2 separate regions of the Mus musculus genome follow, and region 1 is linked to region 2. A link is a contact called in public Hi-C data. All regions are on one chromosome and are shown on one strand. The core of a region is the stretch at or near the end of the contact, and the rest is flanking DNA. Distances in the headings are between cores, read along the strand shown.

Region 1 (4,310 bases), core at 357-2,856, 170 kb after region 2:
TGGGGCTAATGATATCTCACCGGAGTAGCTGGAAGGGCCTCTCCGTGACATTGCTTCATCTTTTAGATGTAGGGAGAATTAGCCCCTGGGGTGAGCAGAAACACAGCAAGAGGAAAGCAGGCGGCTGTGTGGCAGGGAGACTCCTTCCTGATCAGTGTTCATCTGCTCGGGCAGCTTCTACTTAGACTCTGATCTCTGTGTCCAATCGATTGGCCACTCTTTGTGCCACGTAAACATGCGTGACTGAGCCTTGACCTTGAAGCCAGCCGGCCATGGAGACTTCTGTCTTTTACTGTCTTTTTGAACCTAGGAAAAAAAGAATGGTGGGTAGAAAACAGCTTAAAATAATGTTACCATCAGGAACCTACCTCTTTGCATTAAATTCTGCACTTATTAATAATAAAATGGTGCCCTACCCATCATTTGTGGATTGTTTGATGTTTTGCAAAGCACTTACATAGTCATTATCTTATTTGATTCTCAAAAAATACAATTATGGAGATAAAAGATTATTGTTTCCAGGAAACTGAGTCTCAGGCTGGCTTATGCACTAGCCAGAGATCACAAGGTAGCAGGCAAGAGACCTGGGATGCCTGCTCTTTCTTCTTACTAGAGTTAATATTGACAGCTTGATAGGCTTGTCCACAGAGCAGCAATATTTGCCTGGTTCTAGACACTATGACGTAATGTTAAGATGCTTAAGGTGTGGTCAGTCTATAAATAGCTGGATGTCATGATCAAGGTAATCTTGAGGATGGTTCCATTGCTCTTAAATACATGGTTAGGAAAGCTCCAACCTGCTGAAGGGGTCTGAAGCCCCATAGGAGGAACATCAATATGAACTAACCAGTACCCACAGAGCTCCTTGGAACTAAACCACCAATCAAAGAAAACACATGGTGGGACTCATGGCTCTAGCTATATATGTAGCAGAGGATGGCCTAGTCGGTCATCAATGGGAGGAGAGGCCCTTGGTCCTGTGAAGGTTCTATGCCCCAGTATAGAGGACTGCCAGGGCCAGGAATGGGAGTGGGTGAGTTGAGGAGCAGGGGGGCGGATTTTCAGGGGGGAAACTAGGAAAGGGGATAACATTTGAAATGTAAATAAAGAAAATATATAATGATAATAATAATAATAATAAAAGAATGTTCCAACATTTCAAAGGAGGTTAAAATAGCAAAACCAATGAAAGTCAGCAAGAACAAACCTAGGCAAATGAACTAGAATGTGTGCTTTACTCATCCTCTGCCTCTTCTGTCTTCCCTGCCTCCCTCTCTATTTCTCTCTCTCTCTCTACACACACACACACACACACACACACACACACATGCGCGCGTGCAACTTACATTTTCCTGTAAGGTTCGCATCTCGTTCTGAGATAGGTCGTCCAGGGAGGAGTCCGTAGGACAGTGTTTGTGGGACTTGCTCTGTGAGTGTCAGCCCTACCTGTCTCCCACCTTTGGACAGGTTTCCCAAGCCACTGCCTGTGACAAGGTGAGACAGACAACATAACCAACCACAACTTAATTCTCCTCAAACCTGATTTAGGCTCTAATTCTACATGCTGCTTGGGGTTGCCATGGAGACCGTCTGCTGCACTTTCCCTTAAATAGAATCAGAATCACACTTCTGCCTGTGTGCAAGGTAGAGGTGACAGGATGGCACTTCTGTCTGTATAAGGGCCTTTCCAGTAAACTTGGCCCCAGATGAGTGGCCAGGAGTGTGTGCGCAGGGCACGGGAACCCTCACTCCATGGCTGGAACCAAAGCAAAACAAAAGAAGTGTGTTCCCTGTGTTAATGTTTCTGAGGATATATATCGTTGTTAAATTGTTTTTAAAGGATTGTCATATACAGCTAGAACTTCACTGTAAGTCTCTGAAGTCACTGCCCTGGCTTCATGGAGAATCCTACACTAGATTTCATATCCAGTGGGGAGACACATGTTCAAATGCTCTTCCTTTGTCTTACATTGGATGCAATCTGGGTAGCAGCAAAAAAGAGAAAACCTTCCCAAGGTAGGCCAGGGTGCAAAGCGTGGTCCATCTGCTTATATAAGCTAGGGTTCTTTAAGTAGGTTTCCCAAGATATCAAAGACAGGATGCATCCCACACTGGTTCTGTCATAAACAGACTACAGTGAGAAGGTCCTGAGAGAAAGGGGGCTAAGGGGTGCTGGAGGCATGTGGAAAGGAACCAGGGCAAGCGTGGAAAGCACTGCCATGCTTCTCAGTAGGTGAGCCGGACTGACTGCAGGGAATGGCTTCTGTGTGAACAGATGTGTTCAGCCCTGGGAAGGCAACAGGATTCCACCTGAGAGAGGCACTGCCTGTCAGCCTTTACAGCCTCAATAGCTTTTTCTTTTAAAGGTTTTATAGTCTGGAATTCAGGGGAGGTGCTTACCCATGGACATTAAGAAGAAATGAGTAATTTCTCTTAAAATAAAAAGGTGTAGGGTGGGAACCTTCTCGTCTTACAAGCACCTTGTCCGGCCCCACCACTGCATGCAGCCTGGCCACCGTCCTACTAGGAATAGGTGAGTTCATTGAGACTGGGAGTCATGGAGCAGAGACTGCGAAGGCAACACTCCGTGAGCATTTGACCTGCTCAGAAGCACCATATGACGCTCTCGGAACCACGATGAACCTCTTGAGAAAGTGGGATGTCAGCTCTCGTGTGGTTTGAAGCATTCTCTGGAGGCCATGACACTGGAGTGTATGTGGTCCCTGCTTCCTCCCAACCATGGAGGCAAAACTGTTTGCAACACGTAGACTTTGTTAGTCTTGCCTGCCGTGATTAAATTACCTACTTTAGGCTCATTCTTCGGGACCCTAGATTCCTCTAGCCTGTGGTTCTCAACCCTCCTAATGCTGCGGCCTTTTAATACAGTTCTTCGTGTTGTGGTGACTCCCAACCACAACATTATCTCATTGCTACTTCATACTGTAATCTTGCTACTGTTATGAATCATAATATAAATATCTGATATGTGACCCCAAAGTGGTTACGAACCCCTTGCTCAAGGGCCATCGGTAGCTGTCGTGCTAATGTTGGTTAGCCTGAGGCAAGATGGCACCATCGTGGTGGAAGCAGGGCAGCCGAATGTTTAGGAAGGTGGTAATAAGTGTGCCCTGGTCGCTGGCTGGCAAGTCTTCCCAGAACAGATGCTCCTGTGGTGCTGCTATTGCCACTGCCACCTGCTAATGATGGTGGCTTAACTTTAAAGTGAACGAGAAACTATAAGATTTGGATGGAATATAGCCCACCTGCCTGGCATGTATGTGAGGTCCTATATTCAATCCCCAGAGTTGCAAAACAAACAAAAACCCCAGAGTCAAGAAACTAGAGGACTCCCGGGTTGCTTCGGGCCTGGGGGAATGTTTTCCAAGCAGGATGACTGGGCTAAATTTAAGGCACTGGATGTGTTTTGGGGGGTGATCCCTTTCCATCTGTAGTCCCTGAAATCAGAATAACGCCAGTGATAGTGGGTGCACCTTGACAGTGTTTTCCTAGTCTCGTTGGGTCCTTAGAACCCTGGGGAACCTAACAGAGAGGGTGTCTGGCGGTGTGATCAATGAGGCAAGGGTTGGGCCTCTATGGCTAATCAGTAATAGGCTGTGGCTATCCATCTCCAGGGAAGGTGTCCGCGTAGGGACAGGGGATGCACCACAGGTGCAAGCTGGGTAAGAGAGTGAAAGGCGGGAAGACGATCACGTGTGACTACCCCCTGAGCCGGCTCTGCTTACCGTGGAGTGTAGAGGAGGGCTAGATCCTGCCAAGGGATGGGAAGCTGGGGTTCTGCCAGATGCAGAAGGGCCCTGATGGTGGTGGGTTGAGACTTTCGACCCAGCCTTTGTCAGAGAGGATGGCTTCTGACAGCTCCTGGCAGTAGAGCTGATTCAGGAGGCTGGCAGGAGCCTCTCTGGAGACAGCGAGAGGCAGGCTTTGCAGGTGGCGTGAAGTGGCGGGGAGCTGGAAATGCGGAAACGAGCTGCGATGGCACGTGCCTCCTCCAAAGCGTCACTGCGACAGAGGGACTTGTTCTTGACATCTGCCTTCAGCCTAGCACACGTGGGGAGCCTCTGACAGCGGGTTCTGAGACCGAGGAGGAGAAGGAAAGGCTTGGACTTGGGAGTCCTGGACATGACAGGGGAGACTTAGCTCCGCTGCCTTCCATTTGCTGCCTGTAAGTATCTTGGGAGGTGAGAACGGGAGGGCCACTCAAGCCCAAATCAGAAGGAATAGCCAGGAAAAGTTCAAGTCGGCTTGTTACTGGGCAGTGTATAAAAATCTGGAACTGGTGCTCACGGGCC
Region 2 (4,685 bases), core at 1,452-3,951:
GGGATGCAGAGGTTTCATGGGGCCTCTGTTTCTTGGGCATACTTCCTCCACGGTTTCTGTGTATCCTGCTTAGGCGGCTCAGTGTGGGACAGACGGCTGAGGCTGAGTGGCTATGGAGTGGTTAGAAAGTGTATCCTTCAGGCTGTTCAACTTGGATGTCTAGGAAGTGTGCAGCCAATGGAAAGCATTTGGCTCTGAAATTTCACATCTCTAGTTAAAGCTTCATTTTCGTAGAATCTGCAGTCTAGAAAGGCAGGGTGTTCCTCCACATCAAGTGGCTTGAGTGATGGCAGGCAGGGAGTGACAAAAGAGAAGAGATGGCTTTGTGGTACAGATTGCGCTCCAGATGAGCCTAAGGGGAGACAGGTGCTCAGGGCTGGGTGCCCTGCTGCCTTGGTGAAGCAGCAAGCCCTTATACCCACACCAGCACGTGTCAAGATCACCCTGAAACCAGTGTATTAAGAGTCTCAATAAACAGCCCACCTCCTCCTGTGGGCCTGAAGCACTCATCCTCCAGTGGCTGCAGGTAGGTCCTGCTGATAGCATAGCACTGGCTCCTCCTTCCCAGGAGGGCTAGACTACAGGAAAAGAGCCCCGGGCTTTGTCCCACCCTGGAGCAGCCAACACAGGAAGATGACTGCAGAGGTGGGGATGGGGGGGTGGTAAACATTGATCCCATTCACACCATCTGAGGCAATTCTGTAAAGCCAGCTTTGCCACAGGGCTTCTTTTTGGCTTGGCTGAGACCAATTACTGATGTCTCTCTCTGACTGCCCTTGCTTCCTTCCCTCCTGCCACAGGGGCCAATCCTGGAACAGTACCCAAGAAACCCCTTGTCTTAGTCAGGGTTTCTATTCCTGCACAAACATCATGACCAAGAGGCAAGTTGGGGAGGAAAGGGTTTATTCGGCTTACACTTCCATGCTGCTGTTCATCACCAAAGAAAGTCAGGACTGGAACTCAAGCAGGTCAGGGAGCAGGAGCTGATGCAGAGGCCATGGAGGGATGTTCTTTACTGGCTTGCCTCACCTGGCTTGCTCAGCCTGCTCTCTTATAGAACCCAAGACTACCAGCCCAGGGATGGTCCCACCCACAAGGGGCCTTTCCCCCTTGATCACTAATTGAGAAAATGCCTTACAGTTGGATCTCATGGAGGCATTTCCTCAACTGAAGCTCCTTTCTCTGTGATAACTCCAGCTGTGTCAAGTTGACACAAAACTAGCCAGTACACCCCTTGTACAGCTCTCTACACCCATGGCATGGACAGTCCCTGGAACCTGGGGATGAAGCAGTTAAGACACTGTGGGCCACTGTCTCTGTGGCAGAGTTGGTGTTTCTCTACCTCCCTGTAGAGAGTTCTGTAACTTCGAGTTGAGTATTTTTCTTCTTGCTGTGGACCCTCCTCTGGCTCTGTGAGTCCTCAGGGAGTGCCACTCCCATGGGAACAAGTACTTCGGAGCTGTTTAGTTTGGTCAAGAGCATTGGGAGGGGCTGAAGGTGCGTGAGGTGACAGGGGTTGATTCTTGGTGACACAAGAGGGATTCTTGGCTCCCCGTGTGTTAGCTCTGACCACCGTGGATGAACCATTTCATCCCTGTGCGCCCCACCTTCACGCTCTGAGGGGACTCTGAGTCTGCAGTGGTGGCTGGCGCTCAGGTCACAGTAAGCAGAGACAGGGAGACGGAAGGGGAGAGGGAGAATTTACATACGTGTTTCTATTTTCATGTTATGAATGGGAAACTGAGGCTGGTAGAGACCAGTTCACTTTTCTAAGGTCAGAGAGCTCTGCGGTGTGACAAAAGGGAAGCAGATCTGTGTTTGTCAGGACCCGTTTTTTTTCTGTGACTGGATCACACTACCAAAAGCGCTTTCCCCCTGTGTTAGGGGAAACTAGAAGAAACCAGTGTGGGACAAGGCAAACACAGAGATGTCTCCTCCTGGAGGTTTTCCTGAATCCTCCTGCTCTGAGGCCTGCCCATTACTCTCACTTTGTTGGTCTGCACTGCAAGGATTCTAAGTTCCTCCCATTTTCTATCGTGTTGTGTGATTGCTTAAGCTCCTCCCATTTTCTGTCAGGTCCTGTGGTTGCTTAAGGGGGCAGGCTAGGCGGCACCCTCATTCCTACCACACTGCCAAGCTCCTGGAGAACGCAGAAGGCCAAACCCCTTTCTTCTCACTGTCCTGGACTTTGTCCTCCACCAAGAGGAGGGAAAGATGGGCCAGGGGGAGCATTAGGCAGTGGAGAGACCAGAACCTGCAGCCTCTGGTGCGGCCGAGATCCTGTGGAGCTAGAGAGGAAGAGTGGGTGACAGAAGTGTGCCACGCTGGCGAGGCAAGACCCACAGCTAGATCTTGGAAAACGGAAGCAACTAGGGTGGGACAGGAGCTCAACAAAGAGGAGTGTGGGTATTCAGAAAGCCAACTGCCACCTTCTCGGTGAAGGAAGTCGTCCTTCATTTAATGCTTCTGTCTGCTCTCAGAGACCTGGTCGTGAGAGTCTCTACCAGTACTCTGTGGGGGCCTGGACCGTTCCCTGAGGAAGCATGGTTCTGCCAGTGCTGCCAACTTAAGACCAAACGTTCCTCCTACACAGCTGTCTTCCACATGAAATCCTGCCGGGGAGGTGGGTGAGCCAGCCAGTGAGTGAGAATGAATTACCCGTGGCCCACGTCTTGGCTGGTGTACAGGCTGCCTGCTTGCTGGAGCTTTTCTTCCATCTCTTGGATAAATCAGGAGCTCGGAACACTCCTCGTGGAACCAGCCTGCCCTCCCCACCTGGCCTGTGACTGCTGCCAGGCCCAGAACGCTCTGTGCTTCTTTCTCGTCAGCGCTCACACATACATCACCTGTCCAAGTCCCACGTGGGCAGCCTGGGGGAGACAGGGCGGTAAGCAACGATCTCATCCACATGACAGGAGACCTAGAGTGGGGTAGATTTATCCAGGAGTCTGGGATTCTCCTGCTAGTGGCCTTGCAGAGGACTCTAGGCTCTGCTGTGACTTTCCTGGACAGCTGTCCCCTTCCCTCTGCTATGGAGATGTCTCCTGGGACCTGCCACCACTGGGGCCTCCCCCAGCCTGCTCGAGAACTCTCCTTGCTTCTTTTCTGACTACCTTTCTGACTGTCAGAGCAGCCTACCTTTGTTCTGGGCACCAACAGTCTCGCCATCTGGGATTCTGTGCATGTTTCCAAATGCTTTGTGGACATCATCCAACACCTCAGATTCAACAAAGCAAAGGACGAGCTTTTAGCCCACTGCTCACTCGAGTTTCCCCTCCTGTCTCCAGTTGCACTTGTTTGCCCAGCCTCTACTACTTGGACTCTGCAGCATCCCTTGGCCCTTTGCTCTGTCCCTTGATGACTATTGGTTGGTTCCCAGAAGCCTCAGTGTTGCCTGTTCACGGTCTTTTTTAAGAACCCTTTTCTTAGTATTTTAAGAAGTTCCTCTTACCTGGCCTTAGGACCACCCATCTCCCCTACCTCCAGCTTCATTCAACAACTGTTCACAAGGTTTATAGTACTAATTGTGTGAGTTAAAAAACATTAATTAATACAGATTTAATGGTGGGATTTTCTTACTCAAATCTCCAAGGTTGTCCCATATGGAGTTGGCTCAGCCTTTCTAATTCAGTGTCTCCAAACTCACAGATAAAGCAGACCTTGGCCAAAATTGCTTATTTGCTGTTCCACGTGTAAGCTTTGAGGCTCCTTTATGTGTGCCTTGGCCTTCCCTAAATGCCCCCCTTCCTCCTCATTTTCCTTAGAGGCATGCCTTCAAGGACTCCCCCCCCCTTATGTGTGATTGCCTGGATAAGGGAGATGATCTTTTAATCCTTTTATAAGTAATGGTTCTGATTTATACTTCTTGTTAACATTATGTGAATGTTGGGAAGTTGGGGTGAGGTTTTAAGAAAGCCTAAACTGTTGGCAATGAATCTTAGACGTTTGGTTAGTACACGGGGACTATATGTCATGTGTGCGTGCCCTTAGCTTAAGAGTTATATGTATTAAGTATATAACATCTCTTGCCGGCTTGTCATTTGCAAAGCCCTGGGCCTCATCTCTGACATGGGAGAAGAATGCAGGTAGGGAGGTTGGGGGTGGGGGTGCACACCTGTTTTCCCAACTGTTTGGGAGGAGGGGGGAGCCCACAAGTTCTAGATGAGTCTTGAACGGGGCTGCAAATCATGTTTCTAGAGACTTAAAGAGGTGAATGTTGACCGTCCTGCCCGTCTGTCACTTACATGGCTCCAATACAGTTGTTATTTCATGACTCTTCCAGCACCTCATACCATACCTCTGACTTGGTTGCTCATGTATTGTTTTTTTATGAAGCAAGTTAAGGGACTTTATTGGTCATGTAATGGTTCAGGGACAGATGGCAGCAGCGTAGGATCAACATGCTCAGAGGGCACGATGCTGCTGTCTTTGTCTAGACTCCTGAGACAGGGCTGGTTATACCCTCAGGTGACACCATCCCAGGTGGAAACAGAAGTGACTGTCACCAGCCCCACCCGTACATCCAACTATGAATCTCTAGGGAACACAGAATGATAAAGGAGTGTGTCTTTCCTGACAGCCAATAAAAGTCAATGGGTAGAACCATGGTACCCAGACGGTGTGTGAGACCCAGACTGTGCGTGGAGCTGAGTGTGGCCCTCATCTAACAGAGGGGAGGAAGCCAT

What was found. A called contact is a pair of places that touch in the nucleus more often than the background predicts.
Region 1: a contact with region 2 is called in a Hi-C map of cerebral cortex, with 1.7 times the contacts expected there. The contact joins two enhancer-like sites. A contact is called at or near these places in 1 of 15 datasets of contacts at CTCF or cohesin (the NIH/3T3 cell line), 3 of 484 Hi-C or Micro-C datasets (cerebral cortex, embryonic fibroblasts and embryonic stem cells) and 1 of 115 datasets of contacts at active chromatin or transcription factors (bone marrow-derived macrophages).

The regions. Positions count from the first base shown.
Region 1 is chr17:86,414,630-86,418,939 of GRCm38.p6, forward strand. The region is part of intron 2 of Prkce (protein kinase C, epsilon); the gene reads left to right. Among named protein-coding and RNA genes, the nearest start is that of Gm30284, 28 kb to the right of the region's middle. Within about 2 kb of position 1,607, at least 18 of the 459 cell types and tissues checked have an H3K27ac peak or open chromatin away from gene starts, as enhancers often do. A contact at or near this core is called in cerebral cortex, where this site is marked.
Region 2 is chr17:86,247,575-86,252,259 of GRCm38.p6, forward strand. All of the region lies in intron 1 of Prkce (protein kinase C, epsilon), which reads left to right. Among named protein-coding and RNA genes, the nearest start is that of Gm52296, 6.6 kb to the left of the region's middle. Within about 2 kb of position 2,702, at least 38 of the 459 cell types and tissues checked have an H3K27ac peak or open chromatin away from gene starts, as enhancers often do. A contact at or near this core is called in cerebral cortex, where this site is marked.